Regions from separate parts of the Mus musculus genome. Here region 2 is linked to region 1. Evidence: chromatin contacts called from public HiChIP or PLAC-seq data. All regions are on one chromosome and are shown on one strand. The core of a region is the stretch at or near the end of the contact, and the rest is flanking DNA. Distances in the headings are between cores, read along the strand shown. Region 1 has its middle 5.0 kb from the start of Ngf. Region 2 has its middle 53 kb from the start of Gm46818.

Region 1 (4,357 bases), core at 1,379-3,878:
CCCTGGTGTTAGGGCTCAAGTCCCTTGCTGGAGAGGATGCTATTGCAAGCAGTGAGCATACACCTGCTTGGTAGGCCCAGAGAAGCCTGTCTGTCAGGAAAATGCCTTCCCCCAATGCACTTCCTTCTTCATTAAAATAACATTTTGAAAGTAAAATTATACAGTGTGTCGAATAAACAGCACAACAATAGCTGTGATTAATCTGTCAGGGACTGTATAATGGGATGCTAATAGGGAGAAATAAACTCCTGATGAAGATCAGAGTCATCTTTGCACGTGGGGGAACTTGTAAAATTAGAATGATGATAAATGAATCTCCATCTTGAACCAAAAAAATACCCACACCCCTCCCCCGCCCCCCCCCCCCGCCCCGGCCCGTTCAGGCTCACAGAATGAGGGCACAAAGAAGCCTGAGGACAGCAACAGCCCAGGAGCTGGAGCTAGGAAAAGGAGCTCCAGCTGGAATCCACTTCTGGTCTCTGAAGCCCCTCGGCGCATTTGGTCTATCTTGGGGTGCTCACTCAAGTCCATCCCCATTAGCACAAGTCCTGCTACAGCCCACTGGGCCCAGCCTACCAGTATACAGGGAGAGACAGTACATTCGGGGACCATGTATGCCCAGGAGTTCAAGAGGAGAGGGTATGCAGCCACCTTTCTCAGAGGAAGTTATATGCTACGCAGAAAAGTCTGGCTGTGAGTTTTTATTTTCATACAGCCACCAAAAATTCAAGATATGACCAAAGAGTATGCATGTCAGCTGATGATAGTTCTGCAGCAGCTAAGAGTGGAGCACCTACTGTGTGCAGCCGTCCACCTACTGTGTGCTCCCTTGTGTAGGCATAGTGCTGAACACTGTGAATAGCATGGTCCCTGCCACTGCACAGTGGAGCTTGCAGGAGTTTGGGAGGAGAGAAGGAACAGAGAAAAGCACATGGCTGGAACACTGTGGAAATCCCATCTAAGGAACATTGGCCCACAGAGGAAGAGGATCTCTAACTTAGGCAGCTGGGCTGCCTCTCAGGATTGTGTCTGCCTAAGGGTGAGGCAGGGCTGAAGAACACCCAGAAAAGAGTGAGTGTCCAAGGAGGAGGGGGAGGACATGTATTGAGGCACAGGAGAGAGAGGGGGGGGGGAGAATAATCAATGCAGTTTTCCCCCTGTGAGCAATTTTCAAACTCATACAGATTTAGTGTTCTACTCCTTAACCCTGTGATGCCCAAATAGCGCCACTCAACTTACATGTTAGTTCTCACACCTTTCTTAGTCTGCTTTGTCACCTGTCCCCTGAAATGTGATTGCCCTGAGAAACCAGCAGACAGCCCCAGACTTTTTGCTGAGAGCAAAACTAACTGAGATTGGGTGGTGCAGCATGCTGAGGTCCTGCCCCAAGGGAGCTCCTTCCAGACTCAGAATCTGGCAGAAGGTGAAACCTATTTGAGCCAGGCCTCTTGTTACCAGCAGGGATAATGTGTGTCTACCACCTGCAGCACAGCAGGTGTTATCACGGCTACCTCCAGTTCTTAAGGGTTTTAGAGTTTAGTGGGGAGAGTATCCTGGTGTTGGAGGTGTGGCTGCTCTTGTGCTCTTGTTTCCTTAGCGCTTGGGAGACTTAGGAAACAGAACTGGTGTGAGTTCAAAGCCAGCCAGGTTATAGTGTGAGTACATGACTTAAAAAGAAAAAGAGAGGGGAAAAGGGGATATAGGGAGGAAGGAGAAGGACAAGAGGAACAGAGGAAAAGAGACACACACATACAGAGAGAGAGAGACACAGAGACAGAGAGAGACGTCAGAGAGAGTCAACCTGTTGCCTGCTGTGAGGACGGACATTAGCAGATGTATGGACATTTTCTCTTACTTTTCCCAGTGTGTGATCTGCCAGTATCCTTCCAGAAGCACTTGATTCTCATAGGCTGCTTCTAGGCTTGCTGTAGTTGGAACACAGAAAGAGCCAATATTCTTCTTTCCACATCAAGAATAGAATTTCTGAGTCTACAGCAAGACAATGCTTTTGAAAGCCAAGCATGCAGAAGTAAAAAAAGAAAAACAAGTTTTTTGAATTCCTTTGGCTCCCATAAAGTATTAAAAGCAATGCTTGGAGGATTTGATCACAGAGTCTTCCTGTAAACCTGGGGTAGAGAGAGCTCAATATATAACTTAGGATGTTCTGGTGGCAAAGAACAGGAGAAAGAACTTTCTGTGGACTGTTGGGGGAGGTGAGCCTTCAGCGTAGACTTGGAGACAACGTTGAGGCTGTTTACTTCAGCCCATGTGCACTGTGCCTTGACATTGCTCATCAATCTCTATTTCTCTATTGTACACACACTCTACTGTCACACAAGCCCCCACAAACCCCTAAACTAAAGACCTCTTCCCCCCAGGCCCCCACCACATGAACTGCCATTGATAGCCCTTCTCCATATCAGGTACTCTCAGCTACCTGGTCAGACAAACTAGGACTACAGGAGCATCCATGAGCCCTGTTTCTCTCCCTCACCGCCCCTTACCCTGCCATTTCCTATTGCTTAAATCAGTTTATACACTATATTTATTCTGAATGAGTCAGTACATGATCATGTCTCAGTGCCTGGCTCAGGGACTCATCATTGTTGATCTAAACTGGCACAACAAGACCCAGGTGGTTGGCCCGTATTTGTTCTTACTCATCATATCCCAACCCCCCTGAACCTCACATTCACACTTCACCCATAGCCACCTCAAGCCCCACCAATTCCAGACTGGTTCTGACCCATTCTTGTTCCAAGCCATTCTTTCTGTCTCAGACGATGCCCTTCCCAGCAGTCCTCTTATGGTTCTTACTCATGCATCAAAGCACAGACAATATCTCACTCATGAAAGTGTATTAGGTATGCGCTCTAAGGCGTATAGATTGTTCATAGAAGCATCTAAAAAGGGTGCCAGGCTTGATTTGGGGGCTTGGAGAAATCTCCCAATTAGAAGTGTGAAGAGTCTAAGAGATATATCTAGATGGGCAAGAAGAACGGATCAGAGCAATGGCCTTTGAGGCCTAGTAAACATATTTAGAGGCCAGAGTTATTGCCATTACTTATGAAATGAACTGCCAAAGAAAACCCCAAGGCCAGAGCCAGAGTCAGAGCCAGAGCAAAGCAAAGCAAGTAGCAAGGAGAACGGAGGGACAGGTAACACACAATCTCCTTAAAGAATGTGGAATTTAGGCTAAGGACACCTAGGACAATAATGGAGGCTCCTTGAAGCTCAAAGTGGATCAAGCTCTATATCCTTTGAATGGCCACATCTTTCCCTACAGGTTTTCCATTCCTTTATAGGTCTGTTTTTACACTAGGTAGTGGGTGCTTACATGGTATGAACATTCCTTCTTGATCTCTGTTTCCTTTTATAGAGCTCCTGTCCTAGAACCGAATTTTTTGAAATATAGTCAGCTGGATTTCTAAGGTGGTGGCATTAGGTCCTGTCCTAGATGTATAGGACCTGGATGGAGGTATACTTGTTTGAGCCACAGGCTCATAAGAGACCCTAGGCAGCTGCTACAAAGGCAGAGACCTCTGAAGACAGTATCGGGGCAGGGGCATTGGCACCTGATCTAGGTGGTCCACATGGCAACCAAGGGTACTAGGGATCTTTGAGGGATCAGAGTCAGGAAAGACTGAGAAGGTGGAGGCTCACAATGGTCAGCGACAGGATTTGATCCCTAGGGACATTCTTGACTCCCCTTGTGCCTAAGGAGAATTACCTCTATCGTTGCTTGCCTTCCTTTGTACTCTCCAAACTTATAATGTACACTCAACAAATTACATTTGTTAAGTATTAAATCAGTGATGGGAATTTTTAGAACTTAAATTCCAAGTGTCTAGAGGCAGCTTTATTTCCTGAATCCTCAGTGCCTACAATGGGACTGGGCAGAACAGGTACTCTAAATGATTGATTTAATATATTTAATCAATATAATTATAGTCTTATAGTGATTATAACTATTATGGCCCTAACAGTTTAGCTATTTCTCCCAAGGTCATATGCATGGGCCAAAGCTCGCCTGTTCTCAAGGTGATTGCTTTTCTGAGCCACAGTGCCCCCACAGGACAAGAGTGGAACTGCTATGTTCCCAGCTCAGTAGCATCCCATGAGACAGACCCTGCAGGGAATGAAGGACCAGGGATATAGGCTTGTCAAAAAGCCATGAGGCCCTCCGTGCATTTTGGTCTCCAGCATTGCATAAACTGGGTATGGTGGCCGAGGCCTGTAAGCACACTAGGGAAGTGGAGGCAGGAGAATCAGATATTTAATGGGAAGGGGGCTACAGTCTGGGTGACATGAGACTGTACCTTAAAAAAAAAAAAATCAAACCAAACCACAACAAAAA
Region 2 (4,357 bases), core at 1,326-3,825, 94 kb after region 1:
GTAATTTAGGTTGTCTTGCTGTCTCAGGCACTGTGAATAGCACAGTAGAGCACAGGAGTGGAAATTATTCTTTGAGATAGTGATGTTATTGCTTTGGATCTAGGCCAGGACACATGTCTGCTGGATTGTATGGTAGTTCCATTTTTAAGTTTTTGAGGAACGGTTTTGCATGAGAGCTGTGCTACTTTTGGTTCCCACCAACAGGGTGCTACTGTTCTTTCCTTTTCACATTCTCACCAGCACTCGTTGTCTTTGGACTTTTAAATAGCAGCCATTTTAACAGCTAGGAATAAATATGTGGATTCGATTTGCATTTTCCCAACAACTAATGAGGTTGGGCATGGTTGTTCATATACTTACTGCCCAGTCACATCTTTTCTTTGGGAGAATACATCTACTTAGTTCTGTCAGCCATTTTAAATTTGAGCTGTTTTTCTATCTGCTTATGCTTCTTTCAGTTCAGAGTGTGAGCAAGGGAAGAAATGCTGGTAATTGGGCTCCCTAAAACTTCAATATAAAAATATTTTCCAATTGTACAATAGATTTTTATGTGTATCTAGGTAGAAACATAATAAACACATGCACATACACATATACATGGCAGACTTAATGAATCTACTAATAATTGCCTAAGATGACTTTAGCTTTCTGCATGGAGAGCCATGTCATTTAGAGGCTATATTTTCATCTAACTCTTCCTTTCTAAACATACATTTCATTTATCATACTCATCTTCCATGCTGAGTAGGTCCCCTAATGACATATTAAACACTGTAGAAGTGATAACTGAAGGCTCACAAACCTGTATAAGACTTGTCTGGAAACAACTTTTCCTTTTGGGAAGATCTGTGAGCACTCCATTCCTATTTCTTATCTCTCTGTCTTAGACTAGCTTGAGAAGAGTCTTCCAGCAGGGTCAAGGAAGTTTTTCATTTCACCTGTTTTCAAATCTTGCTGGCATAGATTTTTTTAAACTCTATTCTTATTCTTCTAATCTAGTAGGAATTTCCTGTTTATGTAGCATGTTAATATTTATGTTTGGGCATCTCTTAATTAATTAATTAATTAATTGTATCAAAAACGTTTTCAATTTTATGAATTTTTTAAGGTTTCCACAAAGGCTTTTTTCGTTGTCATTATTTTCATTATATTAATTCCCACCTTCATGATTGTTGAGACATGGTCTGTTACTATGTATCATAATGCTAAATTCTGCATTCCAAGGTCTAATCGCCTTAACACAAGGAGATCTTCACGTATACGATACTTTTGTTGTATAAACCTTGCCCCACAATTGCTTGGTTAATAAAGATGCCTACAGGCTGTAGCTGGGAAAAGAGGTACGTGGGGTTTAGGTTACTGGGCTTGGGGTCTGAGGCAGAGACAAAAATAGAGAGGAGAGAGAGAGAGAAGAAGAAGAAGAAGAAGAAGAAGAAGAAGAAGAAGAAGAAGAAGAAGAAGAAGAAGAAGAAGAAGAGGAGGAGGAGGAGGAGGAGGAGGAGGAGGAGGAGGAGGAGGAGGAGGAGGAGGAGGAGGAGGAGGAGGAGGAGGAGGAGGAAGGGAGATGGAGAGGGGAAGAGGGAAGATGAGGACGAGGAAGGTGTGCCAAGGGGTTGGTGGATCATGAAGGCATGGCTAAGAGGGCCAGCCAGTTGGAGTAGAAGTGGCCCAGGCAGTGATATCTTGGTATTACTGACAGGGAGGTAGACAAAATAGCATAGAGGGTTGATATCTGTGCAGCTCTAGTGCTTTAAGGTTTATTATAAATGTAAAGGTTTTGAGTATTCTAATTGGGAACTAAATGATCTAAGGTGGGGTAGAAACCCCCAAATACCATTTACCACAATACGTATTTGCCTTATTCTACTTCCTTTTCTTCATTTTACTTTTTTCTGCCTCGTTGGTTAATTATCATCTAACTTCTCTTCTAATGTAAATATTTAAAACTACACATTCCCCTCTGAGTACAGGTTTAACTGTGTGTCACAGAATGAGGCTGTGTGTGTGTGTGTGTGTGTGTGTGTTTAGCCATTTTATTGTAAAATAGAACACACTTAGAAACTTACACAAACATATAGGCTAGTAAAATAGTATAAAATCAACATAATTGCAAACACTTTGGGAAATCAAAAAAATAGGATTTTGCCAACTACCCAGGACTCATCTATTGCTGGACAGATCTTAGCAATCTCTCAATCTAAAAAGTATTATCTGATTTTTTTATGCTAAGCACATTCTTACATAAGGACAGCTAGCAGCCATGTCTTATCCTTAGACACTGTAGGGCCTAGTCTCAGTCACTTAAAAACTGTCTTTCAGGCCCTCAATCTTTGTCCTACTCCACAGTTTTCCTCTGTGTTTTTCTTCTCCTTCTGATTTCTCTGTTGAAGATCCTGAGTCTGGCCTCCAGCATTTCCTACCATCTGGATTTTGCTAATTGCATGCTCACGGTGGAGTTCAATACATTCCTCTGCCCTCTGGGTTTCTTTAAAAATGGCAGCAGGTTCTGAGGGCTCAATCAGACTTAGGTTTGATCTTTTTGGCAAGACTACAGATGGTGTGGTGTTTGTTTGCTGAGGGACACGTAATGCTTGGCCACGTCTCTTGTTTGTGATATTTCTATTGACCACATCCACTGATTTATTGCCGTCGCCATGCGCTGGTCTTCTAACACTGAGAGTTTGCCTTCCTTTATTAGCTGGGAGCCTACTACAAGATTTCTCCCTTCTTTACCGCTTGGCTGCCCAGAGGCCCGGTTCATTTTTGGATTGCAGATCGAGGGCCACTCTTTCCATTTCCTCGATAATTTCTAAGGAAATGGACTGATTTCCTGTCATCACTCAAAGGTAACTGATCAACTATTAAGGTCTCGTTGTAAAGTAAAAATGCAAATGTATTCATTTTCTTACTCTTATTGATGTTTCAATTATCCTTTTTTGTTTGTTTGTTTAATCAAAAGGAGCATCTTTGAATTTGTTCTTGAGTCTTTTGACATGGTTTTAGCATCCTTTGTTCCATCCTTTGCTATGCTGTGGGAGAAATATTTTGGATTACTCAGATCCGTTTCTTCCCAGACCTTGAATCATGCTTCCCTCTAAGGTTTCTTTAAGCTGAAAATCATAGTGCCGTAATATATTTTAGGTTCTACGAGGGTTCCTTGCTGCTGACCTAACCTTTCACAGATCTTTCAGTGAACACACATGTAAACATCGTTATCCTCAACGGTAGAGGATTTAAAAGAATTCAGTCTTTGTTTAATCTCACATTTTACAGATCTTCTCAGCTTAACCTTGCTCTGCCACCACCACTGATGATCTTCAAATATGTACACACATGCTGTCCCTGTTTGCGTTCAATATTGTTATGCTTATGCTAAACATACTGTCTCAAAGTCTGTAGCTGGTGCATATATGGGTGGTCACAGGGGTGCATTGCATAGCTATTGCTTCAAAGAAGAACCTGCTACTCAGGCACAGGACCTGCTACTCTGGCCAGTGGACAGCCTGCTTCTGAAAGTCTTCTTCCATGTCTGCTTCAACTGCAGAGAGCTCCACTCCTCAGATCATGTCCTCACTAATGCAGCCTTTGTCTGGCAACTAAGAAAGGTGAGGGTGAACGACCCAGCCTTTGGGGCCCAGAGGCAGACATTCCAGTGGTCAATTCTTGTGTCAAAGCTCCTGCCAATCACTGAAGGTTTTAGCAGACTTACTTGAATATTAAACTTTTCTTTTTACCCAATTTCTTCTTTTCCTTTTGGAGATGCTGACTCCTTAATATAGCTTGTTGCCTATTTCTGAGGAACCCGAGGTAAGTTTGTAGAGGCAGAAGCAATCTGAGAAATATGGGCCAAAGATAGTGTTTTGAAGTTGGATTACTCAAACATCCATCTTGCAAGAGGTCCTGTCACTGATGCTAGGCATTATGCCACAGGCATAGGCTGGTAGTTCAAACACTGATCATTTAAACAGCAGTGAATTGAGAGAACAAACCGTAGACTAGGACTACTGTGGGAATCATATCTCAGTCACTCAGGATCTATGGGGAAGGTATTGCTCGGGCAGCGCAATCTACTCACATTCGAGATGTTTGGAAACAATTGGAGCTCTAAGAGAACAGGATTAGATGTTAACACTAAGATGCTTCCAGAAAGATAAGAAACAGCTGAGGGCAACAAGCAATTGAAAGCCTGCTCCGAAGGCCTAAGAGCCTCTTGGGGTTGCCTACAAAGAAGCTTTTGGTTTTTTCAATCACAAATAGTCATTGTGGCTGATTGTCAAAGACAGTTAAATGCACAAGAATTTGGGTCAGCAATGATGAGATTGGAACCCTACTGGGAAATTAGGATGGAATAAGCATC

Evidence for each region. HiChIP or PLAC-seq counts read pairs in DNA pulled down with a chosen protein or histone mark.
Region 2: a contact with region 1 is called in an HNF4G HiChIP or PLAC-seq map of pancreatic cancer cells. The contact joins two enhancer-like sites. A contact is called at or near these places in 9 of 39 promoter capture datasets (the 3T3-L1 cell line, 3T3-L1-derived adipocytes, the HPC-7 cell line and 5 more), 2 of 484 Hi-C or Micro-C datasets (nephron progenitors and uterus), 1 of 115 datasets of contacts at active chromatin or transcription factors (pancreatic cancer cells) and 1 of 9 other capture datasets (pancreatic islet).

What each region holds. Positions count from the first base shown.
Region 1 is chr3:102,462,708-102,467,064 of GRCm38.p6, forward strand. No RefSeq gene overlaps it. Among named protein-coding and RNA genes, the nearest start is that of Ngf, 5.0 kb to the right of the region's middle. Within about 2 kb of position 2,629, at least 37 of the 459 cell types and tissues checked have an H3K27ac peak or open chromatin away from gene starts, as enhancers often do. A contact at or near this core is called in pancreatic cancer cells, where this site is marked.
Region 2 is chr3:102,557,221-102,561,577 of GRCm38.p6, forward strand. No RefSeq gene overlaps it. Among named protein-coding and RNA genes, the nearest start is that of Gm46818, 53 kb to the left of the region's middle. Within about 2 kb of position 2,576, at least 5 of the 459 cell types and tissues checked have an H3K27ac peak or open chromatin away from gene starts, as enhancers often do. A contact at or near this core is called in pancreatic cancer cells, where this site is marked.